2 separate regions of the Mus musculus genome follow, and region 2 is linked to region 1. Evidence: chromatin contacts called from public HiChIP or PLAC-seq data. All regions are on one chromosome and are shown on one strand. The core of a region is the stretch at or near the end of the contact, and the rest is flanking DNA. Distances in the headings are between cores, read along the strand shown. Region 1 overlaps Sema5a (sema domain, seven thrombospondin repeats (type 1 and type 1-like), transmembrane domain (TM) and short cytoplasmic domain, (semaphorin) 5A). Region 2 overlaps Sema5a (sema domain, seven thrombospondin repeats (type 1 and type 1-like), transmembrane domain (TM) and short cytoplasmic domain, (semaphorin) 5A).

Region 1 (6,491 bases), core at 2,939-5,438:
CAGAAGCAATGAAGCTCTTTCACAGTGGAGCCTCAGAAGACAGACGTAGAGCTCAGAATCAGCTGCAGAGGGATGGTATTCATCACCCAGGGAGTGGGAACATGCTGAGAGCTGCCTCACAGGGAGATCTACCAAGAGTATCAAAATAGGTCCCATATGATTCTCCTCAGGTGATGTCCTAATCACCAAGGATGAGTTAGAAAGAGAAGATACTTCTTGGCTCTCTTACCTCTGAGCATAACTTCCTACCTTGGTGTCTCCAAATGTTGCTTCTTTCACAGAAAAACAACTTCTCACCAGGACAAGGCAATACAGTCGGCCCTCCTAACATACAGATTCTGTGTTCACAGATTCATCTGTTAACTTAAATTTGTGCCTTCCAAATCAGTCTTGTTTGAATCACTTCCAGTCATTCACTGAGAAAGAATATCAGGACAATAGCCCTGAGCCGCCCAAGTGTACATCTGAGCTGCAGTCTAAGTGCAGCTCTCTGCCTCTTTATCCCTGCTCTCCTACAGGGAGCCAGAGTCACAGGATCTTCAGTGACACATTTGTTGCACTGTGTGTGTCTCTCTGTGTGTGTGTGTGTGTGTGTGTGTGTGTGTGTGTGTGTGTGTGTGTATCCTTATTACACATGCAGAGGTTAACTCTTCGTATCATTCTACAAATGTTGTCACATTGTTTTTCAAGATTGGGTTGGTTTGTTTGTTTGTTTGTTCATTTTAAGATAGGGTCTCACTACATAGCTGTGGAGCCAGATGGCCTGGAACTCATCAAGATCTTCCTGCCTCTGCCTCCACAGTGCTACAATAAAAAGCATACACCACTAGGCTCTGCTCAAAACAGAGTTTCTCTATTGGCTAGAAACTCAACTAGACTAGGCTGGCTCCCTAGCAAGCTCCTGAGATTTTTCTACCTGCTCCTCCCCAGAGCTAGGATTACAGGCAAGCATCATCACCTGTGGCCCTTGGAATCATATTCGGTTCTTCATGTGTGCAATGCAAACTTCTTATCAATCCAGGAAGCTACTCACCCTCACTGTAGTAGACTGTGTCGGTAATTAACCTGATTAAAATTGTGCCAAAGCAGTGCTGACGTGTGTTCTACTTTTCCTGAGTACAAGGCTATAAGACCCCCCTCCCCAAAAAATGCTAAGCAAGTACCGTTCAAATAGTAATTATCATTCAATTATTCATAAGGTTAGAACAACAACAACAACAAAACACTACATAGGGCTGGAGACCTAAACCAGTGGGCAAGACAAGGTTCCAAGCACCCAAGAGCTGGGTGTGGACATGACATCTTTAGCCTCAGCACTAAGGGATGCAGAGATGGGATTACTGGGTCTTGATGGCCAAATGACCTACCCTGAACAAAGGACAAACTCTAAGTTTAGTGAAAGACTCTGTCTCAAAAGAATAAAGGGGACACTTGGAAAGGATATTTATGTATTCTTCTGGCTTCCACATCTATGAACATGGGGATATATGAACATGGGGATATATATATATATACTAATTAAAACCTACAAATGTGACTATTCTGTGGTCAACTGATGCAAATTTTGTGCCCAATCCAACCCCATAGTCTTCCTGAGAACAATGGTTCAGTATTTGTTAGTTCAGGATTTACAAAGACTTAGAGAAAATACCACGGATAACAGAATGGGTTATGCATGCTAAAGGGCACGGGCAACAGCTGAAAAGCAGCACCTGCTCCCCAGCTCTGCATAGAACAGAACAGCACAGGCAGATGAAGGAAGACTGAAAAAAAAAATAGTGAAGTACAGATGACACAGAGGACCAGCCAGCTCAGATGCACAGTGGGAGACAAGGAGGTCATAGAACAGAAACTCAGGAGACACAGCTGCCCACACATTCTCAAAGCAAGCTGTGGCTGTGTGTCTAAGAGGAGCCCATAACTCACCTTGCTACCAGCAAGGTAGGAGAGGCCCAGGAGCCTGTCTATCTGGCGCTAACCACCATAGGAAATGACCTTTGTGAAGCCAACCTGCAGTGAAAATGAGGTCCCAAAGAAACAGAAATCTGGGTGGTTAATAGGCATCAGGGAGGATGGGCTGGTGGCTAAGGTCACTGGTGGAATAAGAGTCCAGGTTTTGGCTCAGAGGGCTTCTTATGGCTTTAATGACGCCAGTGCCATGCGAACCACCTCATCTAGTTCTCATTAGAGAAGGGCAATCTTTGTTCCCTGGATTTAAGCAATGATTACAATCTAAAAGAATTGATTGTGTCTCATTATGCTGGAGATAATATATTCCTGATGATTCAGGCCATTAACTTGAACCTCCAAATACCAACACAGGTCATGCAGCGCCCCTTTAATGTATTCCCATCTGTTGTGCATCTGATAGGAAACGGTGTTCCTAACACACGGTACATGAAAGAGAAACTGAGTGAGAAAGCAGGGCAGAACAGCCGGCTCTGTTCCTTTGATTGTTTCCCACTCCAGGAACATCTTATCTTAATTTAATTGAGCCGCTCTGGTACAGCGAGATCTTTAATATTTAAAAAAGCAAAGCAAAACAAAGAGCAAATAAATCCAAAAGTGGAACAAACTAAAAAGACATGGGGCTGTGTCTCACAGCTTCCTGGTCTCATGCCCTCATCTCCGTCTCCGGCTGCATCTGCTCTGCATCATGTGAGGACGTGGAACCACCACTTCTAGGTAGAATTGGCTTCCTTTAAACCCATGGCTCCCATTATGGGGATCGAAACACACAAAACAACAACAAAAACTGAGTGTCCCTCTCTCCTTCCACTTGAAGACTGACAGTTTCTAAAAGGGGAGCCAAACTCAAGGAAGGAATTCACATGTGTCAACACAAATCAAACACGCTCGGGCGCGTGTGTATGCACTCCTCTTCCATTGAATAAATAATTCTGACTGTGATCACAAAAACATAAATGAGCGATAAATGCATTCATAAAGGAAATAAAAATTTATCAAAACCATAAATAACAATCTAACAATTCTAACATCTTCGGACAGGAATCAGTTACCAAGTTTTCATGCAGTCAGCACAAGCCCTGGCTTGCTCTGGTCCAGCCAGGCCCCAAGGGTCCAATCACTGCAAACTGAAGCCACTTCTTTCAGATTCCCTCTAATCACATCAACACAAAACTGAACTGCAGTGTGCAGTTAGAAAAGCCTCTGAAGTAGACGACAGTGTTTTCAAACTAACATCCAGCAGTACTGCATAACAATACTTTTAAAACAAGCATCCTACTAGGCTTTTCCATCCAAACTGGCTCTAAAATATTCTCTGCCTCTACTAACACTGGGATGTATGTGTCTGCCAGTTAAAAGACCATTAAAATTCTGTTCCAGAAAGCAGAGAAATAGCTGATGATCCAACTAAAACCTACAGACAGCGTTTCTTTCTAAAAACACAAGGCTGAGTTGGTAAGAGGCTCACTGTCTGAGAGCCTGGATGCAGAGTGCACAAAGGAAGAGAGCCATCAAAAGGATCTGAGGACAAGCACAGGAAGCCCTTATAAAGAATCAAGTTTCTGCCTCCTGTCTCTGCTGATGACAGCAGGAGCAGCTCTTTGTTCATAAGGCCTGCTGCAGTTTCAGTGCTTAGACAGGGCATCATTCCAATGAAGACGAGTCTTTCTGGGTACCCTGAAGAACTTCCACTCACTATCTCCATCTTCCACAGGAACTACATCTCTATATGTAGCTTGAACAAAAGACTATTGCATCCCTGACACAGAGAGGCGAGGTGGGAAGAGAACTGTGTATCTCTAGGATGCTCTGCCTCCTCAGGAAGCTAAGGCATTCTGATAGCAGCTGATGATAATCTCAACAGACAAGCATCTGGCTCCAGGTTACAGGTAGGAACTGGGGTTTGATGAGGGGGCAGGGTGATTAAAAACAAGGTATAACAAATGCATAACAACACAGGAAACTCAAAGGAAACAAGCAGACACGCAGGACAGAAGAGTGGACATTTCTGGTGAGTGCACCAAGCGCCATGAAGGGCACCTGTGACTTTGGAGCTAACCAGTAGCAGATGTGGCCACAGTTTTGGACTTCCGTCCCTTTAGCCCAGTCTTCATGCAGCCCAACTGGACCCCAAACCACAAAGTGGCTGGAGGAGGGAGAAAAAGGAGGAAGGCTGAGTCAGTCAGTCAGTCAGCTGCAATAACAAAGGGAGAAGGCTCAAACCACAAAAGCTTTTAAAAATAAACACTGTAATTCAAGGCAAGGGGCAGGGGAGGCCACATGCAGGTCTGGGGAGACTTTGAGAAGCACCGGATCCCATCAGACATCATTTCGCAAAGCCACTGGAAATTGCCATTCAAAGAGGTATTTAAAAGACAGTGGAGGGGCCTCCCTTCCCTAAGGAGGACTGCATTACAGTGCTTCTCAAAAAACCCTGCCTGCTCACACTGGCCCACAAACTCCCTTTCATCTTCTAGTGAGTACTTCCTTCCTCAAAGCCCAGGACACTGCAAGCTTCTAGAGTTGTATCTAAACATAAACCAATTTCAGAGATTTGGAAAGAAATGGTCTAAAAGCCTGTTGATTCTAAACTCTACACAAACTATGGACCCAGATTTCCCATGATACTAAGAAAAGGAACATGCCATCCCTCCACAATGTCTCTGGAGAAATCACACTCTCATTTAAACAGACTCTGGGAAAGCATTGCAAAAAAAAAAAAAAATATATATATATATATATATATATATATATATATATATATATATATATATAATAAACAAATAAATAAAAAAGCAGAACTGGTTCCATGACCTGAGTTCAAAGGTCATCTGTGGTCCATGTGCCATGTGCAGTAGAGATGTTTTGTCAATTTTCTGGGCTTCTACTTATTGGGGTTTCAAAACAAGCATGCCATGTTCCTGCTTCCATACAGTGGCTCAGGAAACCTTCAACAACGTTATGATCATAACAAATGAGATTGTTGGTGACACTAGGAGGGTAAGTTATCTACTCTATGGGGTAACCATGGCTAATGAGCTCCCTTTGATTAATGAGAGAGAGAGAGAGAGAGAGAGAGAGATCCTTACCTGAGATTCTTAGATTCTTCCCCACTGTCTTGTGACCACCAAGCCTGATTCTGTCTCCATCAGGAACGTAACTGCTTTTGCTAACAACTTTTCAAGATGAAAATTAAAAACATCAATTTGATGCTCTTTTGGCTCACCTGTTCTAAAAGGATCACAGGATAAGACTTTGAAACGAAACAAAAGGAAAGAAAATGTATTGTCTAAAAGTCAGCATTGCCATTATTTGAGGATGGATAAAATGGTGACAGGTCACAGCGAATGAGGGGCAGAGGTGGTGACTTGCCCTTCCTTACTGATGGTACTTTCCTTCTGAATCTCCAAGTTCATGACCTTCTAAAAGCCTGAAAGACTCTCAGGCGTTCAAGATATGGGAAGAAAATAACTAAGATCAAGACAAGCATTTGTTAACTACATCCTTCCCTCACATTTTAGCTGTCCAACTATGTGAACATGCAAATAATAATAAACTTGTTATTAACGATATCTGAGTAGCAGGCACTCAAACACACGGAGCCCAGGTTTACGCATAGACTCTTCAACAAGCCACAGAAGACAAATATAAACCTCACTGGAGCTGGAACAAGGATCTGGACCCTGAACCTCCAAGGAAGGTGAGAAAAGACTTCAGGAACTAGGACTCCTGGTTTGTTCCAAGTTTGCCATGAAATGTTTCAGAAGCCCCGAATTGGCTTCTCATCTTGGAGCTTTAGCATCTTGGAGATCCAATGAGCACTGGCAGTGAGATGCCAGGAGCTGAGGGGCTCCACAGCAGAAATCTTCATTTTTATGGCTGGGATTTGTATTCAGAGTGACATCCCATAAAGCCCAGCAGAAGACCCTCAATTCAGTCAGGAGAGGAAAACTGTATCCAATGAAAACTCACTCAAGGAATCTGAGAAGTTTCAGCTGTTTGAATTAATAAATAGATCAATTTTCTTAATAATACAGGGAAAGATAAATAATACCAAAGTCCTTTCCAAAATGTCATATGGATACTTGCTACTCTAGAAGAATGTGTGTGCACCCACACATGCGCACGTGCGCGCACACACTCACACACACAAACACGTTAAAACCATGGAGTTACATTATAATGGGGTAACAATGCCCCTACTAGACAACATAGACTCACAAATAAAAATCTATGTACCAGGAATGGGTAACTGTTTTGGAGTTGTTGGTCAATGAAATACCATACACACCCAAATATGGCTCTTTGGTTCCCTAACAAAACTTGACAGTAATACCCTGACACTAAAGATATCGCATACCTGAGTCATTGAACATGGCGAAATCATACTGGTACTGAACTGGAAACTTCATCCCTACAGACTATCATACATAGTGTTGGAAGGCACTACTCAGGCTACTAGAGGAGAAAAGTGATCATCTGTCTTACCAGCTGTGATCACAGTGAGCTACAGTAACAGCCTG
Region 2 (6,491 bases), core at 1,643-4,142, 68 kb before region 1:
TTCTAGTTTTCTCGCTATTACATCCTCTAGATCCAATCTGTAAGCATCATATCTTGGTAGCCATTCTTAGATTTTTTTTTTGCCCCTCCCCACATCTACCTAAGCAAATTAGCACTTATTTCTGCTATAGACTTTATCATCCAAAGTTACAATTACTACTCTCAGCCTCATTTTCAAGCCAGGCAGTGAAGTTTCTGGACTCATTCAGTGTCTGAGGGCTGAGTGTGTGGATGCAATGCACACTACCACTGTCAGGATGCCTACTCTGCTATTAAAATGCTTTGCATGCGTCCCTTTCTTCCATGGCTCTGCCATTCATTGTCACAGATGTTTGATCCCCTATTAAAATTCTCTTAACATCTGGTCCAAATACATGAATTCCCATGGTTTTGAGAAATGTCCTTTCTAAATGTCATAATTTTCCAGTTAATGGTCAAAGGGATGAAGGGATTATTATAGGCAGACGAGCTGAAAAGGGGAGTTCTCGGGGACCTGGAACTGTGAGAACAGAAGGAGCTGTGGCCATGCACAAAAGCCCTGGGGGTCTAGATAAGTGATTCCAGTTCTCATCATTCCCCAGAACCACATGAAAAAACAAGGACAAAGAAGAGACATTACCATTCAAGGCAGAGTAACTTTATTAAGGTAATTATTCTAGGTTGAAATATAAATATCATGTAATGTTATGAGATAAAATCAGACCTCTAGTGCACTTAGAAAAACATGTAGACTAGTTAGTGGAAAAAGTTTTCTTACTTGATATTTTCAAATTCTACCTGGGATGGACTCTGTGCCTATCTGACACCAGACATAGAAAGTTGACACATGCGTACTTGAATTTATTACAGTTCTATCTGTCAAAACATAGTCAGAACTTAATGACATTAATATATGTGTGGCAAGTGTGCCCATAAAGTATGCATAAAACATGTGTTATAAAGTGAAAATTAGTAAGATTATAATAAAAACAAAGATCCTAGTAGCTAATGATTAATAATGTCTATTAAATTACAAAATAGGTTTGTCAATGGAATTTATATATGTATTTCCTGTAAATAACTTTATAGTATGTATACTTTCACCCTTTCTTACTTTCCACATGTGGAGACATAAGTCAATGAAGTTTTAGTTAGTATGCCTCCTGCCTTGCTGCTGTCATGAATGTGTCTGGTCCTCATTTCATACACTGGCAATGAAACTTGAACAAGTAGCTGAAGAATCATTAGCAGATCTTGGAGCCAGTGATCTCACTGACCAAGCTTTAGCCTACCTGTGTTAAGGCCTTTCAGAGTTCCAGCCCATCAGCACTGCAAAGGCCAACTCAAATGCTCTGTTGCCTTTTATCATCTGGCAACCTATGCCCGAAATCTGTCTATTCACTTCTTCACATACACTTACTTAAAACATTGGATATGTTTAACATGGAAAAGAATGTTCTCATATACATACACTATGTGGTTAAATTATGGGGATTATTACCTCTTTTTAAATAAATCTTTTTTGTTACAGGTTTTAAAACACCCCACAAATCATCAAGCACATGTAGTTTTACAAAATCTCCACTAATACCACCTTAGCTCAGATTTCTGCCCAAGTTTCTCACTTAAGAGTTGGAGTCCTATTTTGGATTATTCTAGCATGCCCACTAATAGGCAAACCCATGAATAAACGTTGCCATTCTTGTTCCAAATAAGCACCAAACAGTGCCCTTTGCTCGCCTTCGTGGCTACAGTCTCAAGCTTACAATGAATGCCCTCTTGCTTCAACCTCTTTTGGGTTAACCCTGCCCTCTCACGTTGACCTCCCCTGGGTTTGCAGAAAGCCTTGCCATCGATCATTGGGCTTTGTACTCCAGTCCTCGAAAATGCTTTTAGTTTTGGTTTTTGGTGCTACAATCAGAGAAAACTACAAAGTCATTATAGTTGCTTAAAAACCTTCAGTAGTTCCCCAGGGAGCCTCCCAAAAGCTATAACCACTGACTCCATCAAAAACCCTTTTTCTCTGGCCAGTGCAGCCTTCCTGAAACTTCCTTTTTGAGCTCTCACCTTCACTACAGGCCAGCTACACACAAGCACACAAATACACATGATCTTCTACATCCTCTGACCTGGCCAAAGCTCTGGCTGACTCTTAGGGCTTAAATCTTCTCTAGGTTCTTCACAGTGCTTTCTCCTGTGACTCAGCCTTTATTCACTATAACTTCCAAGCCAACTAAACCTTCTTTTTACTCCTACCAGAGGCTGTTAACATCTCTGTTTCATAGCATTTTAAACTATGTGAAACTGCTTGCTTGATGATTTGTGGAGTGTTGTAAAACCTGTAACAAAAGATTTATTTAAAAAGACGTCACAATCCTCATAATTTAACCACATAATATATGTATATAAAAACATTATTCTTCCATTTTAAACATATCCAATAAACAACAAATATATTAAAATATTTCACAAGGGCATAGACAAAAATATTCAGTACCTGCAAAGAAGGAAAATGAAGCCAGGAAGAATACAACTGAGAGAATGAATAAGAATAAGATAAAACATCATTTGCTGGTCATCGACAGCAAAATACTTCCCAATCGCTTTGTCGTCACTCGTCAAAAGGATACTGAAAGGACCTATAAAGTTTATGTTTGGCAATCAATTGATATCTTTGATTAAATACTATTTAACACATTGCAATATAAACAAGTGGAGACAAAGACTTTTTTATTCTAAACATAGATCCACAGGTCCCAAGACATAGCAGCATGCATTAAGTCTTATGAACTTTTTTGAAGGCACTGAAAGGTGTGGATGTTAAGATTTCTAGTTGAAGGCTTAGCTCGCTGTGAAGGTCTAGGCACTTCCTTCCAGATCAAGGCAAAGAAGCCTCTCAGTTTATTATAGTCAATGAATCATACTTGCAGTGAGTTTCACAATAGAATCGACAGAAAACTGCCAGATCTCTAATAGCCTACATGTAAGACTTCAAAAGCAGGTCAAAATAGACCTTAACCAAGTGGCCACAAAGTATCTAATTATTAGCCCATTACGCTCTGCTGTGACATGTATATGTGCTGGGAACAGAAGGTACTGTGTTCTTCAGTTCATTATCCTAGAATGTGGAAAGGTCACCGTGGATACTGCAGGATAGGTCATTATGGTTTAAAAGTAATTTCGACATATTTTTGCATCTACATTTCAAAATATTAAAAGCCAAATGATGGTGTAGAAGTTAATGACAATACAAAAAGAGTAGCTCAAAGATACAATTCCTAAGGAGGTAATGAAACAGTGCAGAGCTTGTCAAAGAGCTCCTAAACAATGAAGATCATAAACACTGTTGCAGGATAAATAAATGATGTTTGTGCCACCCAAATGTTAAGGAGCAGCCATGGAGAAACTCAGTCTCAAAGCCCCCTGCCATTGAGTTCTCTGCCCATGAATGAGTGCTGCTGCAGAGTAGGCTATACTACAGAAAGCAACCAGCTGGCCAGACCCACAGGGTGTGAGGTCACCATGGCTGCTTTTCTCTGGTCTCAGTTCCCATCGTCCATAACACATTTTAAAAAGAACACGTAGCTTAAAATCATATAAGCCAACTTGAAAAATAAGGCAGTGTATTCCTCAGGAATTACGAAGCTGTAAATAAGATTTAATGAATATAAACAAGTAAGACTACAGACAAAAGAAAATGTGTTTCATAGGAAACAAATTACTACCCTCCTAGACAGAGACAATAGGAGCAGTTCAGGGTCTCACAACAGCTGTGAGCTGCCTCCTTGGTGTTGGGAAAACTCCACATCTGCTCCAGAAACAAATAAAAATTCATAACTGTACTGTTCATAATAGGAAATTCTTAGAAGCAACATCAGAGTCTACTGTCTACTGAAAGCAGGGTCATCTTCATGGTATATCTTATCACTCAATGTATGGGCAACAACAGCTCTGTGGAACACACATAAATGCCCAAAGAGAAAACTAACATAAAATTAGAATAATATATAATATAATCAATTTTTTAAAATAAAAAGAATAAAAATTAAAAGTTTTGACTTCAATAAAACTATACAAAGCCAAGTATATAGAAATAAGAACCCGATGTTGCTAATGTGAAAATAGATTCGAGCAGCAGCGGTCGCCATCTTGGTCCGAGACCCACCGAACTTAGGAAATTAGTCTGAACAGGTGAGAGGGTGCGCCAGAGAACCTGACAGCTTCTGGAACAGGCAGAAGCACAGAGGCGCTGAGGCAGCACCCTGTGTGGGCCGGGGACAGCCGGCCACCTTCCGGACCGGAGGACAGGTGCCCACCCGGCTGGGGAGGCGGCCTAAGCCACAGCAGCAGCGGTCGCCATCTTGGTCCGAGACCCGCCGAACTTAGGAAATTAGTCTGAACAGGTGAGAGGGTGCGCCAGAGAACCTGACAGCCTCTGGAACAGGCAGAAGCACAGAGGCGCTGAGGCAGCACCCTGTGTGGGCCGGGGACAGCCGGCCACCTTCCGGACCGGAGGACAGGTGCCTACCCGGCTGGGGAGGCGGCCTAAGCCACAGCAGCAGCGGTCGCCATCTTGGTCCCGGGACTCCAAGGAACTTAGGAATTTAGTCTGCTTAGGTGAGAGTCTGTACCACCTGGGAACTGCCAAAGCAACACACTGTCTGAGAAAGGTCCTGTTTTGGGCCTTCTTCTTCGGCCAGGAGGAGGTCCAAATACAAGATATCTGCGCACCTTCCCTGTAAGAGAGCTTGCCAGCAGAGAGTGCTCTGAGCACTGAAACTCAGAGGAGAGAATCTGTCTCCCAGGTCTGCTGATAGACGGTAACAGAATCACCAGAAGAACAATCTCTAAACAGAGTCAACTATAACTACTAACTCCAGAGATTACCAGATGGCGAAAGGTAAACGGAGGAATCTTACTAACAGGAACCAAGACCACTCACCATCACCAGAACCCAGCACACCCACTTCGCCCAGTCCAGGGAACCCCAACACACCTGAGAACCTAGACCTAGATTTAAAAGCATATCTCATGATGATGGTAGAGGACATCAAGAAGGACTTTAATAAATCACTTAAAGAAATACAGGAGAACACTGCTAAAGAGTTACAAGTCCTTAAAGAAAAACAGGAAAACACAATCAAACAGGTAGAAGTCCTTACAGAAAAAGAGGAAAAAACATACAAACAGGTGATGGAAATGAACAAAACCATACTAGACCTAAAAAGGGAAGTAGACACAATAAAGAAAACTCAAAGCGAGGCAACACTAGAGATAGAAACCCTAGGAAAGAAATCTGGAACCATAGATTTGAGCATCAGCAACAGAATACAAGAGATGGAAGAGAGAATCTCAGGTGCAGAAGATTCCATAGAGAACATCGGCACAACAATCAAAGAAAATGGAAAATGCAAAAAGATCCTAACTCAAAATATCCAGGAAATCCAGGACACAATAAGAAGACCAAACGTACGGATAATAGGAGTGGATGAGAATGAAGATTTTCAACTCAAAGGTCCAGCAAACATCTTCAACAAAATTATTGAAGAAAACTTCCCAAATCTAAAGAATGAGATGCATATGAACATACAAGAAGCCTACAGAACTCCAAATAGACTGGACCAGAAAAGAAATTCCTCCCGACACATAATAATCAGAACATCAAATGCACTAAATAAAGATAGAATACTAAAAGCAGTAAGGGAAAAAGGTCAAGTAACATATAAAGGCAAGCCTATCAGAATTACACCAGATTTTTCACCAGAGACTATGAAAGCCAGAAGAGCCTGGGCAGATGTTATACAGACACTAAGAGAACACAAACTGCAGCCCAGGCTACTATACCCAGCCAAACTCTCAATTATCATAGAGGGAGAAACCAAAGTATTCCACGACAAAACCAAATTCACGCATTATCTCTCCACGAATCCAGCCCTTCAAAGGATAATAACAGAAAAAAACCAATACAAGAACGGGAACAACGCCCTAGAAAAAACAAGAAGGTAATCCCTCAACAAACCTAAAAGAAGACAGCCACAAGAACAGAATGCCACCTTTAACAACTAAAATAACAGGAAGCAACAATTACTTTTCCTTAATATCTCTTAACATCAATGGTCTCAACTCGCCAATAAAAAGACATAGACTAACAAACTGGCTACACAAACAAGACCCAACATTTTGCTGCTTACAGGAAACTCATCTCAGAGAAAAAGATAGACACTACCTCAGAATGAAAGGCTGGAAAACAATTTTCCAAGCAAATGGTATGAAGAAACAAGCAGGAGTAGCCATCCTAATATCTGATAAGATTGACTTCCAACCCAAAGTCATCAAAAAAGACAAGGAGGGACACTTCATTCTCATCAAAGGTAAAATCCTCCAAGAGGAACTCTCAATTCTGAATATCTATGCTCCAAATACAAGAGCAGCCACATTCACTAAAGAAACTTTAGTAAAGCTCAAAGCACACATTGCGCCTCACACAATAATAGTGGGAGACTTCAACACACC

Evidence for each region. HiChIP or PLAC-seq counts read pairs in DNA pulled down with a chosen protein or histone mark.
Region 2: a CTCF HiChIP or PLAC-seq map of the NIH/3T3 cell line shows a contact between it and region 1, with 9 read pairs. The contact joins two enhancer-like sites. A contact is called at or near these places in 1 of 15 datasets of contacts at CTCF or cohesin (the NIH/3T3 cell line), 2 of 484 Hi-C or Micro-C datasets (nephron progenitors and pancreatic cancer cells) and 1 of 115 datasets of contacts at active chromatin or transcription factors (embryonic stem cells).

Annotation. Positions count from the first base shown.
Region 1 is chr15:32,326,473-32,332,963 of GRCm38.p6, reverse strand. All of the region lies in intron 1 of Sema5a (sema domain, seven thrombospondin repeats (type 1 and type 1-like), transmembrane domain (TM) and short cytoplasmic domain, (semaphorin) 5A), which reads right to left. Among named protein-coding and RNA genes, the nearest start is that of Sema5a, 85 kb to the right of the region's middle. Within about 2 kb of position 4,188, at least 64 of the 459 cell types and tissues checked have an H3K27ac peak or open chromatin away from gene starts, as enhancers often do. A contact at or near this core is called in the NIH/3T3 cell line, where this site is marked.
Region 2 is chr15:32,393,677-32,400,167 of GRCm38.p6, reverse strand. All of the region lies in intron 2 of Sema5a (sema domain, seven thrombospondin repeats (type 1 and type 1-like), transmembrane domain (TM) and short cytoplasmic domain, (semaphorin) 5A), which reads right to left. Among named protein-coding and RNA genes, the nearest start is that of Sema5a, 150 kb to the right of the region's middle. Within about 2 kb of position 2,892, at least 8 of the 459 cell types and tissues checked have an H3K27ac peak or open chromatin away from gene starts, as enhancers often do. A contact at or near this core is called in the NIH/3T3 cell line, where this site is marked.